Linked DNA regions of Zea mays: all the other regions are linked to region 1. Evidence: chromatin contacts called from public Hi-C data. All regions are on one chromosome and are shown on one strand. Each heading gives the region's core, a stretch centred on a gene start, on an enhancer-like site or on the middle of the called end of the contact. The rest is flanking DNA. Distances are from core to core; before and after follow the strand shown.

Region 1 (3,254 bases), core at 452-2,951:
ACTACCTCTCGGGCGTCGGCACCCTCGGCGAGCTAGGGTAGCATGCCGGAGAGACCATGCGATGCGATCGATCTAATTCTAGCCGCGCGGGCGGGACAGCGGGGCCTACTGGCCCTTGCGCCTCCTCCAGAGGCCGCCGCGCGCCATGCAGCACGGTGGCGATCGAGAGCGACGGTGATGAGGCGGACAGGGCTTGTTCGTTTTCGTTCCCATCCCCCGGCCGCGCGGCGGTGGTCGGCCGGAGATATTCTCTGGCGTGGCGTGGAGATGGACTGCCCACTGGTGGAGGGAGGGAGATCTAGAGAGGGATCCGAAATCCGATCGATCCGCCGGAGGGTGACACGACGGAGGGCCACTGTCTAGCATGGGCCCTGCGCTGCATGCTCGCTCGGTCGGCGTGGGCATGACGTACGGCGTCATATATATCATCCGCCCCGACCCGGCCCTCCCTCCGGCAATAAGCCGCCGCGCCGTCCGTTCGCGCGCACGTACGTTCACCTCCGATCCCGCCCGGCCGAGCGGCGACACGGTACGGCCGGTGTGCCCGGCGTCGTCCCTGCCTGTGCCATCAGTCATCAGTGCAAAGTATAGTAAGGGTATCGGACGGCGACACCTAGCCGCGCGCAGATGCTACCTGCCTGCCGCGCTCGATTGCCTGCTTCTCCGTAGTCCGTACATGCATGGCGGCCGCGCACGGCTGGGGCCACCCAGACCCAGGAGGCTGAACCTGAACGTGGACGGGGACGACAGTAAGGCGACAAGCTAGCTAGCAACCACCCACGCGGCGAAGGTGGCCGTAGCGCCGTGGCGCAGCGACACGGAGCGCGTGGCCACCGCGGGCGCCACTCGTCCCGGCGTTGTCTAGTGTTTGTCGGGACCGATCTTAGCACACCACCCGTCGATTCTTCTCTCCCTCCCTCCCTCCCTTCTTCTGACCGGCCTGTGGACGACGACGACGCGTGTATTCCTTGTTTCTAGCAGTGTTTCTGTCAGCTGGTTCATCTCTAGAGCTAGCCACACTTGTCTGCTCCAGATAACTCTGCTGCTTGAAAAATGCCTTGCCATTTGACTGGCGTCACACTTCTGAGATGCTACAGTCCAAACAAGCTCTTTTTCTCATGCTTAGCTTGGAGCTAAATTACCATCATCATATAAATAGTGCACAGTTTCAAACAAGTGTTTTTTTTGTTGTTGAGAAAAAAAACACGGTTTCAAACTACTACGTACGGTCGTGTTTGGAAGAAAAGTACCATGGTTTTCTAGCACTATAGTTTTAAAATGTCATGCCACAACCATACATAGTATTATTTACATAACTCCATACAATACTTGTTTGGAGACAAAGTATCTCAAACCATAATATTTAGTGTGTATGTGCTACAGGCTAGTCATAGACAAAAGCTCTTTAGGTTGGAGTGAAGTTTTAAATACTCCAAAAATATATTGATAACTACTAAACTATGATAATTTAAACAGAGTTTTTTTATGATTAGCCAAACATCTCTTAGCAAAAAGAAAACGTAATATTTTTTACCTTAATTTTCTAAAAATACCTTGCTTCCAAAAACACCCTACTCGTCAGGCCCAGTATAACTCGGTTTTCCTACGCAGTCTCTTCAGGTCCACATGCCCAGCCCAGTTAGGCGCCCCAAGGCCCAACAGGCAAGCAAAACCCCAAGCAACACTCCGTCCGTTTCCCCACCAGTTCGGGATCGTCGGACACAGGCACGGCACGAGCTCAGCCGGCGGCGGCAGAGCGGGAGGAGGGAGAACGCTTCGGTCCCCCCCCCCCCCCCCCCCCCCCCCCAACCCAACCTCCTCCCCTTCCCGACAAGGCGACGCGAAGCGAGATGCCGCTGTACGACTGCATGCTGCTGCTGAAGACGACGGTGACCAGGGAGGTCCTAGCGGAACTGGTGACGCGGGTGGCGCGCCGCGCATGCCAGCGCAACGGGGTCGTCACCGACGTCAAGTCATTCGGCAAGGTCAGCCTCGCCTACGGCATCAGGAAGCTCGACGGCCGCCACTTCCAGGTCCGCCCGACTCGCCCCTCTTTCGCTCCGGCCCCCCGCCGCCTGTTCCCGGCTAGGCGCGTGTTTTAATTGTTCAATGGTGTTCGAGGGAAATGCGTCAAGGAGCCATGAGTCTCGGGTTTCGGACTTGCGATGTCTTGGCGCCTTGGCGGCACACGGCGTCTTCCGCGTGCTCGATGAAATGCCCAAGTAGATTTTGCCCTAGGATTGGCCTTCGCACTGTCTTCGGAATCGTTCTCTGCGAAGAGGCTACTGCTCTTGTGATTGTTCGTTTGCATGGAGCTAGTGGTCACAAGTCCAAATCACAGGATTGCACTGATCGAGTTGTCTCAGGTGACACATTGTATGGAACCAGTATGGACTACCTGAGCGATTTTTTTTACCTTGCTCTTGCTTCGGTAGTCTTGTGTGTACAATCAATTGTTCACATCTTTGTATCACAAGAAAGTTATTAAGCTATGGCATTCCAATCTTTTACTTACGTGGATAGAAGTTTTCTCAGTAGCGCAGAGTGCAAATACTGAACATGACAAACAACTCATCAGTTCCAAGTGTCTTTATATTTTTACTTAGCATTAAGAGCTACACTTCTCTGCCTGTAGATCTTTTTCAGACTAAAGGCCTAAACGTGGACCTGCTTCAAACTTCAAGTCTTGAACTGGAAGCTATCAAAATTACTGTTGCAGGCACCAGATTAGGTCTTAGTAAGCTCAGAACAGTTCCCAAAAGCATTGTCTCACAGGACAATGTATCATTTCAATTACGATTCAACTAAACAGAAAACGAGTTTGGTTTTAATCTTCTGTTGCTACCCTCCAGTGCCATGTACCAAAACTGTGTATTGCTTTGAGTTAGGTACATCAGTTTAGTTATCTAAGGTTTATGATATTACACTTCCCTTGTAAATTACTCTTTCCGCTAGGTTGCCAAAACTGACCAAAGTAGTTCTACTTTTGGTATTTTTGTCTGTAGGATACTGGTTTTATTATTAATATTTATTTATTTTGGCTTTGGATTTTTCAATGTAGGAAACTAGTTAGTCCCTGTCAACAAAGTCTTTTAACAGCGTTCTGCATACCAGTCACATTTAACTAGTGTCCTGCGGACCGTTTTCTCTTTCAGTTGTGATATCCTTTTCCACTTCATGCTATGAGCTTTTTATTGGTGACTATTGCTTTGCTACACCATTTTCTAATTCAGATCAACGTTATGGTCAAAATT
Region 2 (3,254 bases), core at 556-3,055, 180 kb before region 1:
TGTATCATAATTTTATAGGAAAACTTTTCCGACCAACTTTTCAGCATGAGATTTTTCCTCTTTTTTAAAAAAGTCGAAAGAGATCGATCTGTATATTATTACTCAACATGTAATAGTACAAGTTTATATATACTCCGATCCCAAGTTATGTACAGAAGTTAACATAGCGCAAACTTACATGTACAGTTTATAATTTTATACTGTATTAAAAAACACTACGAGTACAATAGTAAAAACTTCTTATGCAAATCAAACTAGATTAACTAGCATGCTGTGTATCCGTATGCCTATTCGTATGTCGGTACCCGGCGCCGGCGGGCGGATCGGAGGGAGAAGGATTCAGGGGTGAAGGATGGGCGGGTCGGCGTAGGGCCCGTAGAGCCAGCCCTTGGCGATGTGGCCGTAGGCGGCCTCCGTGAGGTGGGCGCCGTCCCAGCTCCAGTGGTTGGAGGGGTCCTGGCACGCGTACGCCCCCGGCTCGCCGCACTTGGACGTCAGGTTGAAGTTGTACTCCCCCACTCCCGGCGCCCCGCAGCAGGCCCGCGGCGTCTGCCTCAGCATGCCGTACTCCTCAGCGTGGAGGACGAACCGGATGGCGGGCGTGTAGTAGTCGGCGTAGACGATGCGCACGTCGGGGTGCCTGGCGCGGAGCTCCTCCACCTTGCGCTGCAGCGCCGCGTTGTGCACCCACGACAGCGTGTTGAGCTCCCTGTTGCACCCGCTGCGGGGCCCGTACGCCGCGGCCGGCTTGCCGACGAAGGTGGACAGGAACATGGGGAAGCAGCCGGTGGGGAGCAACCCCGGCACCACCAGGTCCGCGGCCCCCTCCGCGATCAGCTCCTCCACGCCCCGCGCGATGACGTCCACCACATGCGGCACCAGCGCGTGCACCTCCTCCAGCGGCCGGAACGAGAAGATGGTCGACCCGTAGTCGTTGCCCCCGAACTCGCCCACCACGAACAGCGACCGCCGGAACAGCTCACGGCACTCTGGAACATACACCATGCGTCAAACACGCGAGGCGGCGAGGCGGGGAAGGGAAGTGGATGAAAAACCTTGCGGGGAGCTGCAGATGTTGGGCTTCATGTCCCGGAACCACCCGATCTGGGTGTGGAGCGAGCCGGAGCTCCACACGGCGCGCGCCAGCCCGTGCTCCTCGAAGAAGGCCATGTCCAGCGCCGTGGCGCCCGTGATGGCGAAGTTGGCGCCGCGGCGGAACGTCGCGTTCTTCGCCTTGGACGGTGGCAGCAGCGGCAGCCCCAGCTCCTGCGCTGCTCACGCGAGCGCACCACAGACAGACAGACAGACAGACGGTTCATCAGCTCCTGCGCGGGTTGCCAACCTCTACCGGGAAAGCGGACGCATGCGTTGCCTACCGATGAAGTCGATGACGACGCGGCCGTCGGAGACGCGCCCCGTGGGATAGCCGAAGTAGGTCATGCCGTACGGCGCGTGCGCCGTGGCCAAGTAGTCCGGGATGCCGTCCACGCACAGGTTGCCGGTGTCCGACAGGGAGTCGCCGAAGCTGAAGACGGCCGCGTACTCCCGCGCCACGGCCGCCCGCGCCAGCAGCAGAGCCAGGCACGCCAGCAGCAGACGCGTCATGGTGCAGCGGCGGTGGCCCTGCTTCGGTCCCGCGTCCACGGCGGCCCTGCCCTGCCTGCTTAAACTCTCCTGTCGGGACCCGGTCGTCGGACGGGCACACGGCCTGCCGGCTCAACACGGATGTTGTTAATGATGATAGATGGATTGAAGAGCAAGATTACTGCCAGTTCCACGGTTTGATCAGGTCATCTGGTTCGAAGTCCAGACATGGACAGGCCAAAGCGAGTGGTTAATACATTGATGTCACAGGCAGACGACGGCATCAAGTTGAGTTTTTTCTTCTTTCCATTTCAAAGTCAGCATTCTTGATTATACTGGTATCTTATTACAACAATGAAAGAATATACAATGGGGTGGCTGCCCTCAATCGCAATATCTAAACAAAATGGTTCAAAACTTGGGCAGCCACGAGAACTAATAAACTTTCCAGTAAATATAAACCGAGAAGCCAACGGAAGAATTCCGGGAAAAATGGCCAGCCTTTGGCCTCTGTAACTGTAAGGGGGGTCACGTTAGTCTTTAGTCCCTGTTTCTGAGGTTGGTTAGTCTTCTAGTTCATGTACCCACGGCAGTTAGGAGCCTTGCACAGGCATGGAACCCTGCAGTCTTCGGACTCATCAGGGTCAAACAAGTAGTCGTACCTACACATTCGGAAGCGGGCATTAGGTGAGATGAGACGGTGTCGTTCAGGGACTCGTGTAAATGAAGACGCAGAAGCTGTGTCTGTATATCGGAAGAAAATGGCAGGGCTGGGGATTTTACGTCAGCTCTTCTCCGGCAGAGACGTCTCTCTTGGCAATCAGAATGATCTCGCTCCTGTCATCGCTGACGGTCATGATCCTAGCATAGCAGTTCGGCATACACTGGAAGGGCAAATCGATAAATCAGTTGTCGTTATGCCAGGCTATTATGTACTCCCTCCGTTTTTTTATTTGTCGTATTTTAGTTCAAAAATGAACTAGATATTTGAGAACGGATGTAGTATTTGGCAAGAAGACTTGAAACTGAGGTAAGAAGGTTTACCGAGTGATTAATTAGGCGCGCTATGTTTCCTTTGTCGGTAGCATCGATGACAACATCTTCGCTTATCTTGAACAACTGCGCAGCAGAATGAAGAGTCAATGAAATAGGGGAGTGGGTGCAAAATGTTCAGTATCAGTCATACATTTGTTATGCTCTTTCTTGCTACAACAAATTGCTTCTGCAACCTCTTAAGTTTTCACCAAAATTCAAGACTTCAAGATCCTATTCTTCTAGATTTGTATTGGAAAGCTCAAAACTTGGAGCAAAGTATAGCAATCAGAAAATTGTGTATATGTATCTACTTTCGCACCAGTAACAGGAAGTAACAATATAAGTAAGCACAATAAATGGTAGCTCACATAGCAATCCTTTTTTTCTCTATGGTACTGTGCTTCCCTCAAGTCAGCAACACACCGTCTAACTTGTTCGCCACGGTACTCAATAACCTGGCACGAGATTAATTAAGCTGTCAGCTCGCACATTTATTTCTCAAACAAGTAGGAGAACTAGGCACTAGAGAGAGCGGTCAGATGGCACATTAAGGACAAACTCCACACTTACAATGGATGTAGACCAAGTAATTCAGAAAAATAAAGATACGATTGTACTGTATGGAGATATAAATG
Region 3 (3,254 bases), core at 234-2,733, 150 kb after region 1:
CCTTAAGTCCCTCGAGCTCATAAGAAGTTGGGCCTTGAGTCTCATAGGGCCCAAGGCCTCCTATGTGTTCAAGGGGCTTGCGATGGCTAAATATAAAGTTGTGTACAAGACAAAAGGCTATGGATGGTCCCACTAATAGCATTATGACCTTGAAAACAGGACACCACATTTATGATATGCTAACAGGTCCATAACACTGGCATTTCGGATAAGCCTCCCCTACAACGCATTAAATGTGTGATATGTGATAGTTATAGTCTTATAGGTACATTGTCGCCATACCTTAGGTAACAATGCAATAGGATACTCGAGGCCACTATTCGGTACGCGTGTTAACACTGTAGCCACGCGTGCGCATGTTAGTGTACCATGAAGTATTATCAAGTATAAATTGCTACACCAGATACCAACTATGTTGTGTTCGAAGGAATGTGTCCTGACGTCCGTGAAAGTGACATAACATATTTGCCTCTGTAGTTGGTATGATAATCACTGAAGAAAGACATCCTCGAACTGTGCCATGACCGAAGGCGTAGTTTTGCATATGACTCCATTCCCGAGATAAAATCGGGGTTATTGGGTCTCGGCTGGTCCAGACTATCATCCGACAACATGTAAACTCTCCTCCCTTCTATATAAACAGGAGAGAAGAGAAACATTTAGAGGATTCTTTCGCGCTTCCGGATAGAGAAATTACACGCTCCCAAATAGAAATTACGCCTGCATAGGAAAGATCCTTGCTCATAACATCTAAGGACAATCATAAAAGTGATTTAGGGACCTATAACTCCCACCTAAACCAATGAAAAGGGAGAGCTAGGAGATCATAATGCTAGTTGATTTCTAACCTTATAATCTTCTTCGCCTTTATGTGCATCAATAATGGTAGCAGTATCGCACATTACTTGTTCAGGTCCGTGTACATATACATATTCACCTCTCGTCTATAACCCCACCTATCTAATAACTCTTTATTTATACTTTACGGTACCTTGTCCCTAAGGACAAATATCGTAAAGATAAAAAGGCTAAACATACCACTCCGATATTGTATTTAGCTGTAAAAAAGGTAAACACGTAAAATAATTGAAGGGGTAATATTAGCACGGGACCTAGAACGTATGGACCAATCTTGGTGAGGAACCAAGTAACTAAAAGTGGCAATCACCAAGCGTCCAAAGTCCAACACAATCAAAAGGTTGCCACGTTGACGCTTTCATGTTATCCCGAACAGTGAAAGCAACCAGCACTATACAATCATTTTTTGGTTTTATATAGTACTTAGTTATAATTAATTTCTTCGTCACTTGTGACAACGCTCTCTTTTCAGATTTTTCTTTTAGTTTATCCGACCTTTAACATTTCTGAATTTAAACCGGCAAATTAACCCAGACGAACAGATGACAAGAATTTCAAAAAAAAAAAAAAAAGCGTAAGCACCACAGTTCTTGAAATCAGGACTGGTCCACAAAACCCACTCTTGCCACCCCGTGACAGCAGGAAACAGTACACAGTAGCGCATAACCTTCCAAGAAAATTTAATTAATAAACCCGAAGAAGCCAAGAGGGAAGGGAAAAAAAAAGAAAGAAAAAAAACTGACACATAAGAAAAGAGCAGCGAGCAAGCTGAAGGTGAAAGCCACAGCAGCTCGTCCCCTTCCCCCCACTTCTTCCTCAGATAAGGAGAGGCCCCAGGCCAGAGAAAAAAGCATCGAATTTCCCCCCGTTAATTGGCCTGAGCCCTCAGCCGTCTACCAGCAGCAGCTAGAGGTACGATTCTCGCATTGCTTGCTCCCTGCGCCTGCCCTCGATTTTTGCTGTTTTTTCGAGCTCCTCTTCCAGTTCTTTTGCCGTGTTGGAACCGCATCTATGCAGCCTAGCGCGGGGTACTAGCGTGATTCGGTCAGTGGATCCCGTCGGGCTGCTGCTTCCTCGCGGCTGATTTGCGAGAGGAAGCAGGTCCCCGGGAAGCGATCTCATTTTTCGTTATTTTTTTAGCTCCCTACACCAAAGACCAGAGTCAGATCCGAGGCTACCCGCCGCCCCGGCAAGGATTTTACCCGGCCGGAGCTCTGCAACATCGGTGGGATCGATGGCTGCGACCTCCACGAGCTCCGGTGCCCACGAATCGAAGTCAGCAGCGCCGTGTGGACTGAGTCACGTGCCTGGTTCGCCGTCCTGTCCGACGCTTCTCACCTCGAGAGCCCGTCGCTGTTGCCTCGGACTCGAGGGAGCTGGCGGCGCAAACGCCGTGCGGCCAAAATCGAGATCCCCACCATCCGAATCGAGGTCCTCTCTACCAGAATCAGTTCCCGCCGCCGCGTCGAGGTAGCTGTCACCCAAATTGAGCTTTCCGTCGCTGCTGGATGTGTTGGAATCGGAAGCTTCGGGCGCATAGCTTGAGCTCGCTCAAGTGTATCGAGCAAGCAAACCAAGCGTTGGGGGTCTTGCTTTGCGCCTTTGCCGCGCTAGCTTAGCCTATCTATCCGTGCTAGGAATCCCCCTCCCTTTCGGTGTGATGTTTTTGACTTGCCACTGCCTGGTGTTGCTGGGGCTGCTTTTCTCTTCTCCTTTGGGGCTCTGAATGAAGACTGAAGAAATCGAAAGAGAGGAAAGCTACGCCTGAGTCGGGGAACGCCTACGAAGTAAGTTTTGGCTTAAAGGTGGAAGCTTTTGAGGTTTCTCCTTGCGAAATAAATGCTTTTTTCGATGTTATTTGATGGATTTGGTTGGTACTCGGTCAAAAGGTGTTCTTGGTTTGCCCTTTCTATGCTCTGGCTGCTGTTGCAACTGCAACTTCCCTTTCCCTTAGAGTTTGGCGCTCTAAAAGTTGGTTCACTTTGCACGAAGGATTTCTGTTTCTTGTTGCTGATTGGGTTGTTTGGATCTATCTGCAGGCAGACAAGCTAGGTTTTACTGCTTCATTGAGCACAAAGATCCGCTGACCTCTTGCTCTTGGTAAAAATCCAACCTTTCTTGTATTGTTTTCTTCCTGGGAAAACCTCCTTGTGGTGCATAAACTTCGTAGTACACTCTGCCATTTCTGGAGAGGAAGCTGAGAACTACTATCCATATCTGGCACGACCCTTGTCAAGAACCATGGCTGTTCACATGCCATGAAGCTGCTTGAACTGGAGGCACCTAAATGCTGTGGATTGTTCCTATGCAGATGATTGGATCAGTGGTTTCAGGCTTCGGGGGGTTCGATCAGATGTTGTATGAATAATAGCAGGATTGCTTGAGAGACTATAGTT

What was found. Hi-C and Micro-C count contacts between places; a contact is called where the count stands out from the background.
Region 2: a contact with region 1 is called in a Hi-C map of leaf, with 7 times the contacts expected there. The contact joins the promoter of LOC103649566 here to the promoter of LOC100276559 in region 1. A contact is called at or near these places in 2 of 25 Hi-C or Micro-C datasets (ear and leaf).
Region 3: a Hi-C map of leaf shows a contact between it and region 1, with 4 times the contacts expected there. The contact joins the promoter of LOC103649560 here to the promoter of LOC100276559 in region 1. A contact is called at or near these places in 2 of 25 Hi-C or Micro-C datasets (bundle sheath and leaf).

Annotation. Positions count from the first base shown.
Region 1 is chr3:3,076,963-3,080,216 of Zm-B73-REFERENCE-NAM-5.0, reverse strand. It overlaps LOC100276559, which reads left to right and starts at 1,701. Exons shown (of 2, transcript NM_001374064.1): 1 at 1,701-2,033. The coding sequence starts at 1,851.
Region 2 is chr3:3,255,633-3,258,886 of Zm-B73-REFERENCE-NAM-5.0, reverse strand. It overlaps LOC103649566, which reads right to left and starts at 1,805. Exons shown (of 3, transcript XM_008675302.3): 1 at 1,377-1,805; 2 at 1,056-1,271; 3 at 72-989. The coding sequence starts at 1,605. The coding sequence ends at 340. LOC103649567 reads right to left here. Exons shown (of 23, transcript XM_008675303.3): 20 at 2,988-3,074; 21 at 2,629-2,703; 22 at 2,368-2,468; 23 at 1,864-2,246. The coding sequence ends at 2,156.
Region 3 is chr3:2,924,481-2,927,734 of Zm-B73-REFERENCE-NAM-5.0, reverse strand. LOC103649560 (protein ETHYLENE-INSENSITIVE 2) reads left to right here and starts at 1,483. Exons shown (of 8, transcript XM_008675290.4): 1 at 1,483-1,770; 2 at 2,898-3,254.